Linked DNA regions of Mus musculus: regions 1, 2, 3 and 4 are each linked to region 5. Evidence: chromatin contacts called from public HiCAR-type and promoter capture Hi-C data. All regions are on one chromosome and are shown on one strand. The core of a region is the stretch at or near the end of the contact, and the rest is flanking DNA. Distances in the headings are between cores, read along the strand shown.

Region 1 (3,144 bases), core at 526-3,025, 1.2 Mb before region 5:
TAGACACAGCTTAACGACCTGCACGGAGAGCGGAGGTCATTTGTGTCAACATTACTTGATTCTTCCAGGATCTTCCTGTCCATAGCCTTAAGGCTATGAGTCAGTCAATAGCCTTTCTGTTTGCTGCAGGAAGTCTCAAAAGTTTGCTCACTTGGGAGAGCAGCATGCTAGTCAATGGTTTACTCAACAAGACTCACCTCTGTCTACCAGTTCTGAGACACTCCCTCCCACGCCTCGCTAAAACCCAATCAGAGATGTTGCTTACTATCAAGCTTCACTAAAATCCAGTTACACCCTGCTTTGGAGAACTCAGCTTAAAGGACTTGGGACTCAGCAACCAAAACCTACCAACGCACCTCCCAGGGGTCCCTGGCTTAGACACTGATGAGACTCTTGGCCCTCGTTTCAGCAATAAGCTCAATAAAGCTTGCTCTATCAACAAGGTTTCTGATGGATTTTCTAGGGTCAACCTCTGACATATGATCAGTCTCAATCTCTTTGGAAATAGAAAACACAGATACACATACATACACAGATACACATACATACTTATGAACACTTAAGGGCTTTGGATTTACTAACCACAAGCACTCCCCCCACCCCCCTTCTCAGTAATAAAGCAATAAGGTTTCCTTGGTGCGCCTCCTCTGGGGACAAGGACCATTGTTTGGGACACCTGACTGCAATACACTTCATGTGCACATTTAACTTCCTTTAGTCTATTCCCCCCCCCCCCAATCCCCAGGGCAGGGGGTGAGGTGTGAGTCAGGATTTTCCAAAATAAATTTGCATTTATTTGAGGATATGAATAAACAGGTCAAAAAGCCACAAAAGGAAAACTAATTTGCAAGTTCACATTAGAAATGGCCATCAAATCTTAAACATACGCACTCCATATAAAATAACCTTAAAAAAAAATCTCTCATTAAACCAGAAAGTTACTTTAGCCCCAGCAATGCCCACGTGAAACAGACAAGCTGTATGACTTTAATCTTGTCTTCCCCTTGCCCCACCATAAGAAACCTTTGAGTGTTTGAGAAACTAACATTTGATCAGCCTAAAGTGAGGTCCTGGAATCATTGTTTTGCTTTGCTTTGCTTTTTCTTCTGCTCTTTAATGATTCAGTCAGACGAATACACTGGTCTCACACCATTAATTTTTTGGAAATCAAAGTCCAGCTTTCATCCTGAAATTCCCTAGCTTAAAAAGCCTGAACAGCACACCACTTCAGAGCCCCTCTAGGGTCTCACCGTGTGGCATCTCTGACCCAGACCCCAGCCAGTGAGGAACTATTAAACCACAAAAGCCCCAGCCCGCTGAGCACCACCGTGCTCACAGGCAAGCTCCCCTGGCCCCAGCTGGTCTAGCCAGCAGGCTTTTAAGCTCCAGCCTGCAGCTTCGGGTGCCTGCAGCTCCTCAGGCTGCCGCGCAGAGGGAGCAGAGCTGAGATCCCAAATCCAGTTAGTTTCCTTTTACCTTAAAGAAACTTCCTCGCTTGTCCAGACCTTGGGCGCCCATGGTCCACGCTGACATTTCCCCCAGCGAGGCTCTACAACATGCCGGGGACTCCTGAAGGTAGAGACATTTTCAATGGTTAGTGGAGCCTGTAGGAAATTCCTTTCTAAGCCACAGAGCACTCACAACAACAGTCCTGCCAAGATCTTTTTCCGTCAACAACATTGTGCCATTTATTTCCCACCAAAGCCCTTACATCTCCTTTCAGCCCGGTTTCCTGCCGCGGCCAGCACTCTTCCTAGACTGTGCCCCACCTCGCTGCCCCACCCCCTCTGCCAGCAGCTGACGTAGAAGGTCTTCAGGACTTCAGGGAGCATAAAGATGGCTTTGTGTGTTTGCTTGACCCCAAGCTGAAGTCCAAAAGGAACCAATATTAGTTGTCCCCATAATCTGCTGTGAAAGCTTATAGATTTCATATGGCAGATCGCAGAAGAATGGATCCCTCTATGTCCCAGGAAATCCTGCTGTTAGGGAGTGAGGTCAGCATTCCCTCAGTTAGCTCTCCTCCCGGGCAGGCAAGGTCAGCAGAAGGGCACTAGGGAGAAATCCCTCTGTTTTTTCCCCCCTTAGAAGCCAGTGGGACTGGGATGCAGCCCAGAGAGTCAGTGTTTACAGAGCTCATTTGTGTAAGGGGACGCATGTAAACAGCTCCAGGATCATCCAAGGGCTTGGGCTCACTTTGGAACACAGAGGAAAAATTTAAAGGCAGGATAACAACATGGTCCTGAATCATCGCCGAGACTATCATGCTTGGAATTTCCCTTCCTAGGACAGAAACCAGTAATATCTGCACACACCCTGCAAAGACTTCCATCTTCATTTCAGTCTTAGCTGGGTACACACACCTGGTGCAAGAGACCTGGCTGAGACAGGTGTGTCTTGGGGTGGCAAGGGAAGTCCCCAAAGCCTTACTTACCCAGTGAAACTGTACAGCCAGTGAAACTGTACAGGTTTAAACAGAAATCTCACAAAGGGCTGGCTCTCTCTCTCTCTCTCTCTCTCTCTCTCTCTCTCTCTCACACACACACACACACACACATACACACACACAAACATGCCTTTCAACCCACTTGCTATAACATGTACAAGCCAGGGCATATTGCAGACACAAGCAACACAGAAAGTAGGAAGTGCAAACATCACTTGAATCACTAAGGAATATTAAAAGTGGTTGGGCTGCAGGCATGAAGTGGTGAGGTACCAAAGCCTGGATGACAGAGCCAGCATCAGACACTTGGATGCTGAGGTCAGCGCTAGTGACAGTCTAACAAGGGGAAAGGCAAAGTCTACCAGTGAGCAATGCACAAGTGTAAAAGCAAGAGACTTTGTAGAGATTCCTTTGATGCCCCCCAAACTGTCTCTCAACCCACACCCACAGTGAGCTGTTAGGTTGGACTCAGGTGTGGAATCTCATCTAGGCAAAACAGCATCTCACGCACCTAGCCTTCCTTTCAAAACCTCCTCTAGTTGACTTGTTGCTCCATGTCTTGGTCACTTTCTCTCTGGCATCCTGTTCCATTTGTGATCCTGCTGGGATGAAGGACAGTGATCCAAAACCCTCCTGGAGAGATGGCAAGCTTCACGGCAATCCTGCTGACTCCAGAGGTTCACGCTCCCGGCTCAGCATCG
Region 2 (3,163 bases), core at 400-2,899, 1.3 Mb before region 5:
CTTAGTCTGAAAAGAAAACAAAGTCTCTGACTCAGGAGTCAGAGACAGGAGGACCACAGCAAGTTTATGGCCAGTTTTAGGGTACATGGTGAAACTTGTCTTAAACATCAAATGACATCAACAAAATGTAAAATGAAGAGTACTGATACCCTTCGGATCTCTGAGTGAGTTCCTGGTGGGTGTGTGTGTGTGTGGGGGGTACAGGTGGGAGTGAGGAGTGGTGGGTAGCCGTGCGTGTGCAGTGCATGCTGGGTATCGAACACAGGACCAAGAGTATGTTACACAAGCCCTGTATTATCAAGCTACACTCCTAACTCCAAATATGCTTCCCTCTTTTTGTTTTGTTTTGTTTTGTTCTTTTAAACTCCCTATGGTTCCTTCCCCAACAGAGTCAATATTCATGTGGAAGTCTGGGCCAGCTGCTACCCACTCATTGATGCTAAAACACAGACCCTTTTCAGTATGGAACATGTTTCCTGAAACAAATGCCAGTTCTTCCCTCCCTCTCCTTTCCCGCCATCTGCTTGTGATTCGGCACTGTAATGTGACTTGTGGAGAAGGTCATCTTCCCCACACGACTAAGGATCACCAAATGGCAAACAACATTTGGGTCTCAAATTTACCCATACTCGAATGGTCTGAAAACAGAGAGTCGCCATTTTGTTCTCAGACACTTCTGGGCAATTACACCACGTGTCCCACATAGACAGATCCCCACCTGTGTGAGTCTTCCCAGACACCTGAGGGTAGAGCCAGGCTCCTAAACACCACAGGCCCCTTTTATTTCATGTTTCTTCCAGAAGAGGAAGGTCAGAGCTGCTAGGGCAGTGAGGCTGCCTTTGTGAATGGAAGCAGTCAGGCCCAGCTTCCTTCCTTTAGTTTGCATTTGCTTGTAGATTTAAAGTAACTTCCACATGATACAAACAACCTTAACAATTTCCATTTCTTTCTTTTTTTTCTGTGTCCCTAAGGGGGTCATAGTTGGCAGTCTGTCCAACATCAAAAACAAAATTCCTTCCTCTGGCTGCCATTCAAGATATTTTTAGGTCTGGAAGTGCACCCTCCTCTCCCTCCGTCCAGCATGTATATTTTTACTCTGCTCTTACCCTATCCAAACTCCACCAGGGCCTGTTTCCTGACAAACTGAGAAGTGAGAAATGCCTGCGTGGGGGGAAAACTGAAGACACATGTGTTGAAACTCTGCCAGGGAAGCATTGCCCAATGACAAACCAGGGCAAGTCTTGTGATGTTTTCTTCTGCTCATTCTAGCTTTTCTGACTCTGCTCTCACGGGGCCTGCTCGAACTGCCTAATTTGGATGTCGTGACCCGCTTTTAATCTAAGAGGAGTACCTCAGCCTAAGGACAGCCTCATCGTCTAAATTTGCAGAGTTGGGAGGGCAACTGGACAGATGTCGCGAGCAGTGTCTCTTCGCTCCAAACATTGAAAGCAAGCTCAGTCAGCCTTCCTTCTGGTCTCTGAAGTAGCTATCTTATGGATATCCCAGAAACCCTCTGAACTTCCCTTCTCCCTATCCACAGGGATGCAATGGGCACTTAGCAGTCGCATGGCTGCAATCCCCAGAACACCCAGCAGAGGATCAGGCCTGCGATGCTAGCAGATTTTGCAATCCTAACTCTCAGCCAGGATACAGCAGAGGTTGCCTAAGGACAGGGAGGAGTTGTCTGCAGGACCCTGCCTGGCTCTGAGTTCAGATCAGTTGTGATTTGCTCTGGAGCCATCTAAGCCAAGTACTGGGCTGGATAATCGTGCAAATACTTGTGGGCCATGGACCAACTGTTCTCTTCGCTTTTTGATTTCTGTTCCATTGGTCCATAAGCTTTGGAGCAGTGTCCTATTTGCTCTTCAAAACTACCAGATCAACGTGGAGTTCATGGTTGTGTACTGTGTGCATGCGTACACATGTGTGTTTGCGCCCCTGGATGTTTGAAACAGGGTCTCACTATGTAGCACAGCTTGCCTGCAACTCACAGAGATCCATGTGCCTCTGCCTCCTGGGTGCTATGGTAAAAGGCAGAGGCCACCAAGCCCCAGCCACTGTCATGTACACTTGCACAGCATCTTTGGGTACATGATTATATTCTGACTCAAACAAATAGCTGCCACCACCACCACCAACAACAAAAAAGACAACTGAAGAATATTGCAAAAATTATTTTACATAGGATTATTGTACAGTATTACAATGTATTATGTGCAAAATTCCATTGAAAATCATTTACAAAAGGAAGCACAACCCAGCATGTGCCAAGGGAGGGTTCTGGGACAACAAAAGCCTTGTACAGGGTACGAGGTCCTCCAGATCAGATGCCTGAACATCCTTACACAGGATAGTAACATGGCTTTCTGCTTTTGTTTTGCAATGATCTGTATTACACTGATGTATGACCCTTCTGGAATACGTGTGTCCATAAACTCATCTTATACAACATAAGTCTAACTTCACCATACATCCATGTTTTCTGCTTGTTTTGCTCATTATTTGTCACACTGAGGATGGAACCCAGCATGCTAGTGTGTGAATGTTAGCTCTACCATGCCCCAACCAAATACAGAAGGTTTGTTTTTTGTTTTGTTTTGTTTTTGGTTTGGTTTTGGTTTTAGTGCATTCTCTCCCCATCAACATCTCATTGAACTCAACTAAACTCGTATTATACATGACTTGGTTTCTGCCTCCAAATAAATGGATGTCCTTAGTGTCGGCTTACAAAATGGGTCAGAGGGATCGTTATCCTTGATTTACTTTTCCCCAAAGCAGATAGCATATGGAACAGATCTTTGTCAAAGCTCACCGCAGCACATATTTTACAGTACTGACTCCTTTTCCAACGTCTTGCGAAGAGCCTGAACCTGCAGACTACATTCCTCAGTCCCCCCCTTAGAGTCTGTGTTTCTCTCTCTACCTCTCTCTACATTCATTTCTCTTCTAATTCTCAGCCTCGATTGCTTAAAAACATAAACAGACACCAGCACTAAAAGTGAACAATGTAACAATACACCGCTAAAAGTGAACAATGTAACAACAATGTAACAACAGTACACCCGATTTTTCAAAGGCAGCCTGTGGCCAGCGTCAGGGATTTCTTTAAGACAACCAGAAGTCTCTCCCCACAAATTTGCCGAAAATATCCAGTTATAGAAGA
Region 3 (3,152 bases), core at 503-3,002, 1.5 Mb after region 5:
TTGTGAGTTAAAACAATTCAAAGCACTTCAATCCCTGTATATTCTTATATTAAAAAACCTGAAAGGTGTGTAAAAATGGAATAAACCATTGTTGAGCACCAAGATGACTAGAGAAGAGATGGAGACCATTCTTAAGATACAACAAATAAGCACAGTTTGGTTGTAAAAAGGTGTTTTTAAAAGAACATACCTTCTTTTTTAATTTTGTCATTCATGTTGTTGATATAAATCGTGTGATTTGGTCTGATATCCATGTTTGGGTAGAACCCTTCCAATAGCCTAAAAGAAATAATAAATAATCAGTTATTAGCAAAGAGGGTTAAATCACGCAGGTGTACAGCATGACACAACTCTTAATCACCCCGCCCTACCTCCCACAGCCATCTCTTTTAGTCAAATGGAAAACAGCTCTCAAGATCAAACCTTGGAAGGACAATACCAAGGTTCTACAAATTGGTAGAATCTGTCAATACATAGGCAGATTTAAAAACATATTATTCAAGGTTATATACTTCTTTTATCCCCACTTAAATGATACTGTCCTTTCATCTACATAATGACATAACTTTCGAAAGTATATTTATTAATTCTTTGAGAATGTCATGTGTTTTGATCATATTCACCAGAAAATGGTTTTTCAGTAAAATGATTTGAACATTTTGTGAAAGATCAGTAAACACGCACCTAGTTTTAAAAAGTCATTGTAATAGAACAATACAAATTAAGACAGTTCATAGATGCACTCATGAATGTATTGATTTAAACGATTAGTGTGTGTGTGTGTGTTTGTTTACCTGTGCCATCGTGTATGTTGAGGTCAGAGAACGACCTCTCAGGGGCTTTCACTTCTGTCTCTTTCCCACTATGTGAGTCTCAAGAGTGGTCAAGGTTGACAGTTCAGAGCTCAGATTCTTGTATCAATAAGATACGGATTTAAGTTCTGTTTACGATTTTACAACCTACTTCGATGGGGGGCAAGTTCCTTAATGTCTCAAGTCCCCAGCTACAAATTATGGCTACTAACAGCACCTATAAAATGGAGCCTATAAAATTATGAGACAGATATGTATCAGTCTGCACCAGTTAGCATCTACAGTTACTATTTATTATCGATAGCTATCACTCGTTAAAGGACACAAGTGTCTTAACGTCACACAACAAGCTGCTCTGAACAACTTATAGGAAGGGCCTGTACTATGTAGGCAACGGATAATAGGTAACGTTTCTCACAGGCTTGCCTCTCTACATGGGAACCTGGAGAAGGGCTGGGACTCAAGAGAGGGACAAGAGCACAGGCTCTGGCATTAGCTCCTTTGGGCTGAAATAGTGCAAGGGCACCAGAAACCCAAAGGCTGCCGGGGAGAAGAGGCCGAGAGTGCACAGTGAACTGCACACCCTGCTCCTCCAAGCAAGTCACGGGCCATTCTCTCCCCCTGGGCTAATTCCTATGTGTCCGCTTGAGCCTCTTTACACACCGGCCAATCCACCCAACACCAGGGTCCTCTGACATTAAAAACCCAACCATCCTGCAGAGAACAGGCTGTGACGCCGGGCCTCATTCCGCCAGCCCTGGGGTCGCCGTCCCTTCCTCCTATACGTCCGCGGACCGAGGACCACGCAACCGACGACACCTTCGCCCTCGCCGGCTCAGTTACCGCGGACGGGGCGGATCCCGCCAAACCCTGAGACCAGCCACAGCGAAAAAGAACCCGAGAGACTCACCTGAAGCCGGCGCGGTCCGCTTGAAACTAATACCGGAAGAGCTTCCCCGCGCCGGAAGAGGGCGGCCAAACTCCTCAATCGAACTCAGAGAAGTCGAAGAGTCGAGCACCGATTCAATCGAGCCCTCCTCGCCCCGGCCGGCCAAGGCGGAATCTTTCTGCGCACGCGCATTCCTGTGGGCTAGGAAGTTTGTGGAAAGGGGGAGAACTGGAAGGGATCAAATTAGGACCCGGGGGCCAAGCTGTGGAGGCAGAGGAGGGAAGGGTAGGGGGTCGTTTCCCTTACTGCGACTTTGAAGCTTCCCAACTATAGGATGTGATACAATTTTACAGGAGCCTGTCTCCAGCCACAAGTTAGTCAAGCCTTTCTATGGGTCCTGGTCAACTTGACTTAACACCATTGTCAATCTCTAGTTGTCAATCTCCAGGAGTCTGAAAGAACACACCAGCCAGCACTCTATAGATTACGTCTTAGATGCAGCCCAGTCTTCGACCCCTGAACAAAGAGAATTTTAGTCGTTGATGGTACTCTCACCAGGCTTCAGGAGCGAGCAAACTAAAGAGCCTAAACTCACTTAGACACAGTTAACTCCCGCCCACTCCCCCACCCTCTCCTTTCCTCACAAAATGCTTGGATTTTTCTAGGCTAAAAATTGGGGTAAGGACCAAATTGGTTGATTTTACCAGCCTGAGGTTTCTAATTTTTGAAAGTCACATGAAGTTGCAGGATGGAAATAGTGTTTTGAGAGTAGTAATTTTATATGCTTTTTTCACTGAAGTGATTAGGAGAATGGCTTATACTCGATAAATATGATTCAGACGATTGAATGAAGTTCCGTGAAAATTAGGTCATAATAAAACAAGTGTGATATCCAGTGAAAATCCTGTAAATGTAGGAAATAATGTTAAACAACCACAGAAAAAGTGTTCTTTAATTACATAGATATGGAAACCAGTTTGGCTTTTATAAAAACAATATCGAGTATGTTCTTAGCAAAAGGGCATCAAGTAAATACGAAACACTTTCTAAGCAACAGAAGGTCTGAGCAGTTGATTAACTGTGCTTGGTGGTAATGAGAGCATTGGAATAAGCTATAACCTGCCTGTGTTATATACATTCATCTGGCCGAGAGAGAGTTCGTAGCTATTTTCAAAAAGCAAATTGATAAACATGCAAGGACACTCCACTTGGGAAAAAAATAAAGAGATTTAAAGAAATGCCATACCTATTCTATCAAAGCTTGAGTCTCAGCTACTATACCTTTTGCACAGCAAAGAAGAAATTGTCCGATGACAACTCAGTGTCAGTGGCTTCTATGCTCTTTTCCAGGTTCACTTATAAAGAATGAACACATTTTTATATCCATGAGTAATCCCTGCAAGCTTTTTTTTTTTCTTCTTGTCTGTATAGTCCTGGCTGTCCTGGAACTC
Region 4 (3,221 bases), core at 265-2,764, 1.3 Mb before region 5:
ATGGGCACACAATACCACACCTGGCAGTGGAGAAATTGGTCATTTTTTAGCTGCTGGAAAGCATGAGTTTTCTCTAAGAGTATAACATTCTGGTAAGTTGACCAAGCTCCAGTAGACCACATATCCAAGAATATCTGGGCAATACGAATTAGTCTTCAAAGGTTAAAAAACAAAAAGACACACAGTTGGGTGAATAGGGAGTGGGGTAGATCTGGGGAAAGCTGGAGGAATGGCTATGATTAAGACGCAAAACTTTCAAAGAAGGAATTAAAAAACAAACAAACAAAATGCTTGATAAAAAGGAGTATTGATGGACAAAGGCTCGAGGGGGAGGATGAACAGGAGGTACCCTGAGGATGTTGACAGTTCCAGGCCAGCCTGGTCTACAGAGTGAGTTCCCGGACAACCAGGGAATCAGGACTACACCGAGAAACCCTGTCTCCAAAACAAAACAAAAAATCTTGCCGTTGTCCTAAATCTCAAGACTGTTACAAAAGTAAACTCTAACAGTTTCTTGTAACTGACACGGGGTGGGGATGGATCGTAGAAAGTCCTTTGAGGGTGGGGAAAGAGTAGGAAAAGCTCACCTTCCCAATTTTGCTGTCAATTCCAAAATTTTTATTTTAAAAAATTATCTTAACTATATGCTAAATCACTGTTTTTAATGTACTTCAGATATTATACGTACTAACATCTAGCGAGTATTTTACAGAGACAGATTTTTTTCTTTAATCTTAAGGAAATAGATACTTTTATCCTTTTATAGCTAAGGATATTAAGGATAAGAGAATTGAGATAATACAAATTTACATGCCGGGCGTGGTGGCGCACGCCTTTAATCCCAGCACTTGGGAGGCAGAGGCAGGCGGATTTCTGAGTTCGAGGCCAGCCTGGTCTACAGAGTGAGTTCCAGGACAGCCAGGGCTATACAGAGAAACCCTGTCTCGGAAAATAAAAAAAAAAAAAAAAAAAAAAAAATTTACAGACTAAAAATTTGATCAGTTTCTGTAGGTGCTTTGCTACTGACTAATTTCCACCTTTCTCTAACATCTTGTTTCAAAAATACCTCTTCTGATTTTTTTTTTAAAAAAATCCACATTTCAAGATTATTAACTTGGTCCAATCGCGGGGAAGCCTAAGGCGAGGGGGCGGGAACTCGAAAGACTACAAATCCCAGAATGCACCGCTGCCCAGGCTGCTTGCAGGGTTTCCTCGGTGCTTTTCCCTTCTCCCCGGAGTTTCTACACCTGAAATGGATTTCTACGCCCCTCAAAGGTGCCACGGCCTACAGCTGCACGCATCCCGGAGATAGACCTGGATGAGCCCTCGCCGCCAGAGCCCTATATCCCTGCGGCGCAGCCCGCCCTACCCACCTCACCCGCAGCTCCAGCAAGCCGCAAGTCTCCACAGAGGACGCGCACACAGTTGCTAAGGAAACGACGCGGCGTTTCCCCTGACTGGTGAGGCGGTCAAAGGTCGTCTTCGCAAGTTCCGGTTCCGGTTCCGGTATCTAGTTTGTTGTGGCTGACTCTGTTGTGCCGGCCGGTTCGAAGTGCTTTTCTCAAGTCCGGTTGTCGGCCAGGATCGCTCGAGTTCCACGGCTGCAGTCATGGCAGCCTCCACGGCGGCCGGGAAACAGCGCATTCCTAAAGTGGCCAAGGTAGGCGACCGGGAGGAGCCCCCGAACAGCATCTGCGGTGTCGGGCACCAGAGATTCGAGACAGCGATCTCTGTGCCGCGGTCCAAGAAGACAGGTGGTCGGTGAGGTGGCGCAGGGTCTTGTCACTCCGAGCTCGTCTCGCGTCTGCCCAGCCTTCCTTCCAGGGTTGCAAAGCATCGGTTCGGTTCGGTAAACTGTTTGCTTTGCTAGTCTCTGGGGATCCCCTACTTTTACTCCGGGCAAGAGTGCTCCACTAAAACTGGAGAGAGAGCGAAATGGCAACCCAGATAGATGTATCCAAGTAGTGTAGATATGCCATGGGCAAGAGCCAGAAGGGTGCCTGTAAACTTGAGGGTAAACTTTGTGAAGGAAGTTAACACTTAGGCTGCATCAAAGTTAGGCAGTGAAGAGAATGGCAGAGGATAGGCTCTGGGCAATGGCATAAAATTTAGGTTAGATAGTAAATTGTTATATTTCCAACTGTGGTTGATACTTCATCAATACTTAATAAGTGTCAAATCTTGCACTTAGCCATCACATACAGTCATTCTCTGGAAGTCTGATTTGGCCATTTTGTCTTGAGACAAGTTCTTATTTCCACATGTAATTATTGTAAAAGTCTGATGTGGTAGCTTCCCCCCTACCCCCGCTCCCAAACCCCTATCCTGAGTCATAAAAGCCAGGGAATGCATGCTGACTAAGTTTTTGACAGCTTGACACAAGATAAAGTTATCTAGGAGGAGGCATCTGGACTAAGAAAATTCGTCCCTAAGCTTGCTTGCTGGCAAGTGTGTGAGGCATTTTCTTGATTACCAATTGATGTGGACGCCCCCCCCCCCCCCGCCTACTTGGGCAGTGCCACACCTGGGCAGGGGCTCTGGTGTAGTCTGTGAGAGCAGACTGAGCACAGCTGGTATGCCTCCAGCTTCCTGCCGTGTCTTCCATTCATGAAGACTGTGGTCCAGTTGTGTAAGCCAATCAGTCAGCTCTTTCCTCTGCAGGTTGCTTTTGTTGGTGATGTTCGATCACAGCAGTAAAAAGGCCAATTAGAACTTAGGGTCCATCTGCACTTGAACACATTTGACTTTTAAGCTCCTGTGTTGGAACTATAGCTTCAGGTGCTCTAAAAGCTTACAGGCTAATGATGGAGACTTAGTAAAAACAAGTTTCAGTTGGCCTAAAATGTCATGGAAAACCAGCTTGTCCACTAGAAGGATTAAAATATGTAGAGGAGTTCTCTAAGCAGGTTATAAAGAGGAAGGAGTGTGATTTTTTTTTCCCCCTGCCCCTCATGGAGAATTGAAGATGTTATTCAAAGATGGCATCTTGGGCACATTCTTAGGAGGGCTTTTTCTTTCGAGACAGGGTTTCTCTGTGTAGCCCTGGCTGTCCTGGAACTCACTCTGTAGACCAGCCTGGCCTTGAACTCAGAAATCCACCTGGTTCTGCCTCCCAAGTGCTGGGATTAAAGGTGTGTGCCACCACCCTGCCATTCTTAGGAAGTTTATGTCCTGGAAAATATACAAGGGTTTTAAAATCTCGTGTGGAGAGCACTACCCAA
Region 5 (3,187 bases), core at 563-3,062:
AAGTCCAGATCAGCGGGATTGGGGGCTTAAGGAGCCAAAGCTCAAAATTTAAATCTGTTGGTGATAACCACATCAAGTAGACAGCTTCTCCCCCCCAAAGAGCAAAACCATCTTTCATCAGTGAATTTTTCCAGTTTTCATGTGCTCAATATTTACTGAAATGTTATTAGAGTCCCATAAACTCCTCTCCTATTCTGCTCCTTATTAGTCCAGGATGATTTCCAAAACCAAAGTTAACAGAACAGCTTGCAACTCATTAAGCAGGATTAGAAGGTGGACTCTCGAGTCTAAATATGTGGTTTGGCTACTTGGTTGGGGAGGAGTCTTGGGTCTAGCTTTAAACTCAAAACCATGTATTTAGTATAAAATGGTTTAAAGAAAAAGATATCTGTATTGCTTGATCTGAAGCTTTGGTGAGGAGGGGGAATCTTAGAGACTCTTTTGTTGTCCAATCTGCTTTCTGTTGTCCAATTCCTGGGCTCAACACAGCTCCTTCCCCAGCCTCCAAAGTGGCTGTGACTACAGGCCTTGGCATCTGACCTGAAAATGTACTTCTGCCTCTATAAACACAGCTGGGCAATGGTGGTAGACACCTTTAATCCCAGCACTTGGGAGGCAGAGGCAGGTGGATCTGTGAGTTCAAGGCCAGCCTAGTCTACGGAGTGAGTTCCTGGCCAGACAAGGCTAAACAGAGAAACCCTGTCTCGAAAAGGAAAGAAAGAAAGAAAGAAAGAAAGAAAGAAAGAGAGAAAGCAAGCTAGCTAAATGAGTGATGGGTAGACTTGCTGCCAAGCCTAATTCCATGAGTTGAATCCCAAGGACCCACATGGTGGTGGCACATCTAAATTGTTCTCTGGCCTGTTACACACAGAAACACACACACCAAATAAATAAATGTATTTATTTCTTTAACTTAAAAGACTAAAAGAATGGCACCAGTCGTTTCTATTTTTTTAACACTTTTCAAATAACTACAGTAGCTGGATCCTGAATATTTCAACTAGCCTCCCACATTCAACTGATGGCTAATGGCTGAGCATCTGGGTCTATATTAATTAATGGGAAAGAGAAGCACGTCATCTTGAATTCTGTGGTTCTGACCCATGGCTGAAGGTTCAGAGACCGACATCCAGGTGCAAGCAAGGGATGTTCTGCACCCAGTGAGGATGCCAGCAGATATTTGCTCAAAGCTGCCAGAGCTCAAACAATTAGCAATTCCTCCGTCTGTCCATTTTATCATGAGCCAAGTTCTATTTTAAAAAGAAAAGATATGCAAAAGGGGGTTGTTAAAATGCTACATCTCAGACAGAGCGGTGGATAAACGAGCGATTCCGCTCCGGAAATCTCCCCTATGTGTTGTTTGTGCAACAGTGCATTCAACAACGGGCCCTGGGGATGCTCACAGGTTCTGGCACCTTGTCTGTGAGGAACACACACACACACTCACAAAGATAATGATGATGATTATAATGGTGATGACGACGGAGATGAGGGTTTATGTAGCAACGAAAGCACGGAGCCTGAACCCATGAGCGGCCAGGCACGTGCCGGATCTTCTCGGCCACGGCGCTGCCCAGAGGCTGCCCGGTAACTCGGGGCTGCGGGGAACCCTCACACGGAACAGCGGGTCGCGGGGGTCAGAGGCTGCTCTCTCCCCGGCCCGCCCGACTGACCTGTGACGCTAGCCCGAGTGACGCGCTGCACCACGGCCTTCATGGCGGCGGCTGTAGCGACTGGAATTTGCTGTGTGGTCAGACCTTGCGACTCCGCCGGTGGCTCCTCGACCGGCGCCCTCTACCGGCAACACCGGAAGAGCTCCGTGAGGACCCATTCCACAGAGCTGCGTCCCGCCCACGTCGGCCACACCTATCCAATTGGCCCCGCCCATGTCAATCACCCTCACCTGTCACCTATGCATAACCTAGTCCATTTGTGGTAGGCGCCGCCCTATCCACCCCTGAACTCCTTCTTAAGCACTATAGTCCCAAACTGCCAGCCTAGTCTCCACTATGTCCAGACACTCATTAATTTCTGCTCCAGTTTCTTTCTCTTTCAGTTTTACCCTTAAGTTTTTTTCCTGCTTTTCTCCCTCTTTTCCAATCCTCCGGTCACAGATTTTCCAAAATCTTCACTTGTTCTGTAGCCTCAGCAGCAATCCTGTTGCTAAAAACAAAAGGACCTGCTGCTAACATAGCCATTTAACTACATAACTATTGATTTACCTTAGACACAATAGTTAATAGGTCTATCAGTCTAGAATTCTAATTCCTTCCTAATACAAATCTAATACTTAGCCCTATCATAGGGTTGTTAGGAAATTTGGATGGGCTGTAAAGATGCTTAGATGGCTGCAAAGAACTGTATAGCTATTACTGTACTAAGTTTTCATCACTAAAAAATAACATCTTCATAGTCCAGTGGTAGTCCATGTGTTTATAATTAAACAAAGAAAAAGAAGAATGGGGGGGGGGGGAGATAGTCCCAGCTACTTGAGATGAAGCGGGAAAGTGTTTTAAGTCCATGAGTTCAAGACCACCAATGTGGGCAATGTAATGAGACTTTCCCTTAAAAACGAAATAGGAGTATCAGAAAAAGTTCACCCATTTCAGAGTGTCTTTGCTTTGAACGCCTCTTCCAGGATTAGCAGATTCAGAAAAGCATTTGTTAGAAAGCAATTTGATAGAACTGTTATTTGGCCCGAAATACTCTAAGGAATGGTGGTTGAACATCTGTGATCCAAGCATTCTGGAGGCTGCAGTATGAGGATCACGCTGAAGTTCAAGGCCAGCATGAAATACAGAGTGAGATGTTGCTTTCCCCCTCACCCCCCCAAAAAAACAAAAACAAAAACAAAAAAGGCCTAGAAATGTGTATTATTGTGGGGTATCCATCAGATAAGACTACTCAGACCGGGGTTAAGCCAGTAGAAAGTCTTTATTAGCCAACTGGCAACTACACTGGGTGTTCAGGATCTCATTAAAGCTCAGATTCTTTTAGAGTGAGCATTTAAGCAAAAAAAAAAAAAAAATTCCTCGGTTGACATACTTCAGTTAATAAGCACAGTTAGGCTAAAGCAATTACAGAAGTCAAAAGGCAAGCTTAGTGCATTTGATAGATTCGGTCTTCCTTTTCACTCTGGCAAGTGGTACTATCTACATACTGAGTTTTATGGAGTCAGTTGTGCTAA

What was found. Promoter capture Hi-C pulls out the DNA fragments that hold promoters and counts their contacts. HiCAR-type assays count read pairs that join an accessible place to other places.
Region 1: a contact with region 5 is called in a HiCAR-type map of astrocytes, with 5 times the contacts expected there. The contact joins the promoter of Rin2 here to the promoter of Dtd1 in region 5. A contact is called at or near these places in 2 of 39 promoter capture datasets (3T3-L1-derived adipocytes and cranial neural crest) and 4 of 115 datasets of contacts at active chromatin or transcription factors (astrocytes, embryonic stem cells, pancreatic cancer cells and 1 more).
Region 2: a contact with region 5 is called in a HiCAR-type map of astrocytes, with 4 times the contacts expected there. The contact joins the enhancer-like site here to the promoter of Dtd1 in region 5. A contact is called at or near these places in 2 of 115 datasets of contacts at active chromatin or transcription factors (astrocytes and embryonic stem cells).
Region 3: a promoter capture Hi-C map of pre-B cells shows a contact between it and region 5. The contact joins the promoter of Snrpb2 here to the promoter of Dtd1 in region 5. A contact is called at or near these places in 7 of 39 promoter capture datasets (the 3T3-L1 cell line, the C10 cell line, cranial neural crest and 3 more), 2 of 484 Hi-C or Micro-C datasets (B cells and CD4 T cells) and 1 of 115 datasets of contacts at active chromatin or transcription factors (astrocytes).
Region 4: a contact with region 5 is called in a promoter capture Hi-C map of liver, with 7 times the contacts expected there. The contact joins the promoter of Crnkl1 here to the promoter of Dtd1 in region 5. A contact is called at or near these places in 8 of 39 promoter capture datasets (the 3T3-L1 cell line, 3T3-L1-derived adipocytes, embryonic stem cells and 3 more), 2 of 484 Hi-C or Micro-C datasets (CD4 T cells and Th1 cells), 1 of 115 datasets of contacts at active chromatin or transcription factors (astrocytes) and 3 of 9 other capture datasets (adipose tissue, embryonic stem cells and macrophages).

The regions. Positions count from the first base shown.
Region 1 is chr2:145,784,747-145,787,890 of GRCm38.p6, reverse strand. It overlaps Rin2 (Ras and Rab interactor 2), which reads right to left and starts at 1,775. Exons shown (of 13, transcript NM_028724.4): 1 at 1,712-1,775; 2 at 1,477-1,569.
Region 2 is chr2:145,886,612-145,889,774 of GRCm38.p6, reverse strand. Rin2 (Ras and Rab interactor 2) reads right to left here. Exons shown (of 13, transcript NM_028724.4): 13 at 2,159-3,163. The region is part of intron 2 of Gm39954 (a long non-coding RNA gene); the gene reads left to right. Among named protein-coding and RNA genes, the nearest start is that of Gm39954, 6.0 kb to the left of the region's middle. Within about 2 kb of position 1,649, at least 190 of the 459 cell types and tissues checked have an H3K27ac peak or open chromatin away from gene starts, as enhancers often do. A contact at or near this core is called in astrocytes, where this site is marked.
Region 3 is chr2:143,061,669-143,064,820 of GRCm38.p6, reverse strand. It overlaps Snrpb2 (U2 small nuclear ribonucleoprotein B), which reads right to left and starts at 1,752. Exons shown (of 7, transcript NM_021335.3): 1 at 1,723-1,752; 2 at 191-279. The coding sequence starts at 254.
Region 4 is chr2:145,932,993-145,936,213 of GRCm38.p6, reverse strand. Crnkl1 (crooked neck pre-mRNA splicing factor 1) reads left to right here and starts at 1,514. Exons shown (of 14, transcript NM_025820.3): 1 at 1,514-1,660. The coding sequence starts at 1,610. Cfap61 (cilia and flagella associated protein 61) reads right to left here and starts at 1,430. Exons shown (of 27, transcript NM_001369121.1): 1 at 1,374-1,430.
Region 5 is chr2:144,598,578-144,601,764 of GRCm38.p6, reverse strand. Dtd1 (D-tyrosyl-tRNA deacylase 1) reads right to left here and starts at 1,812. Exons shown (of 6, transcript NM_025314.3): 1 at 1,674-1,812. The coding sequence starts at 1,716.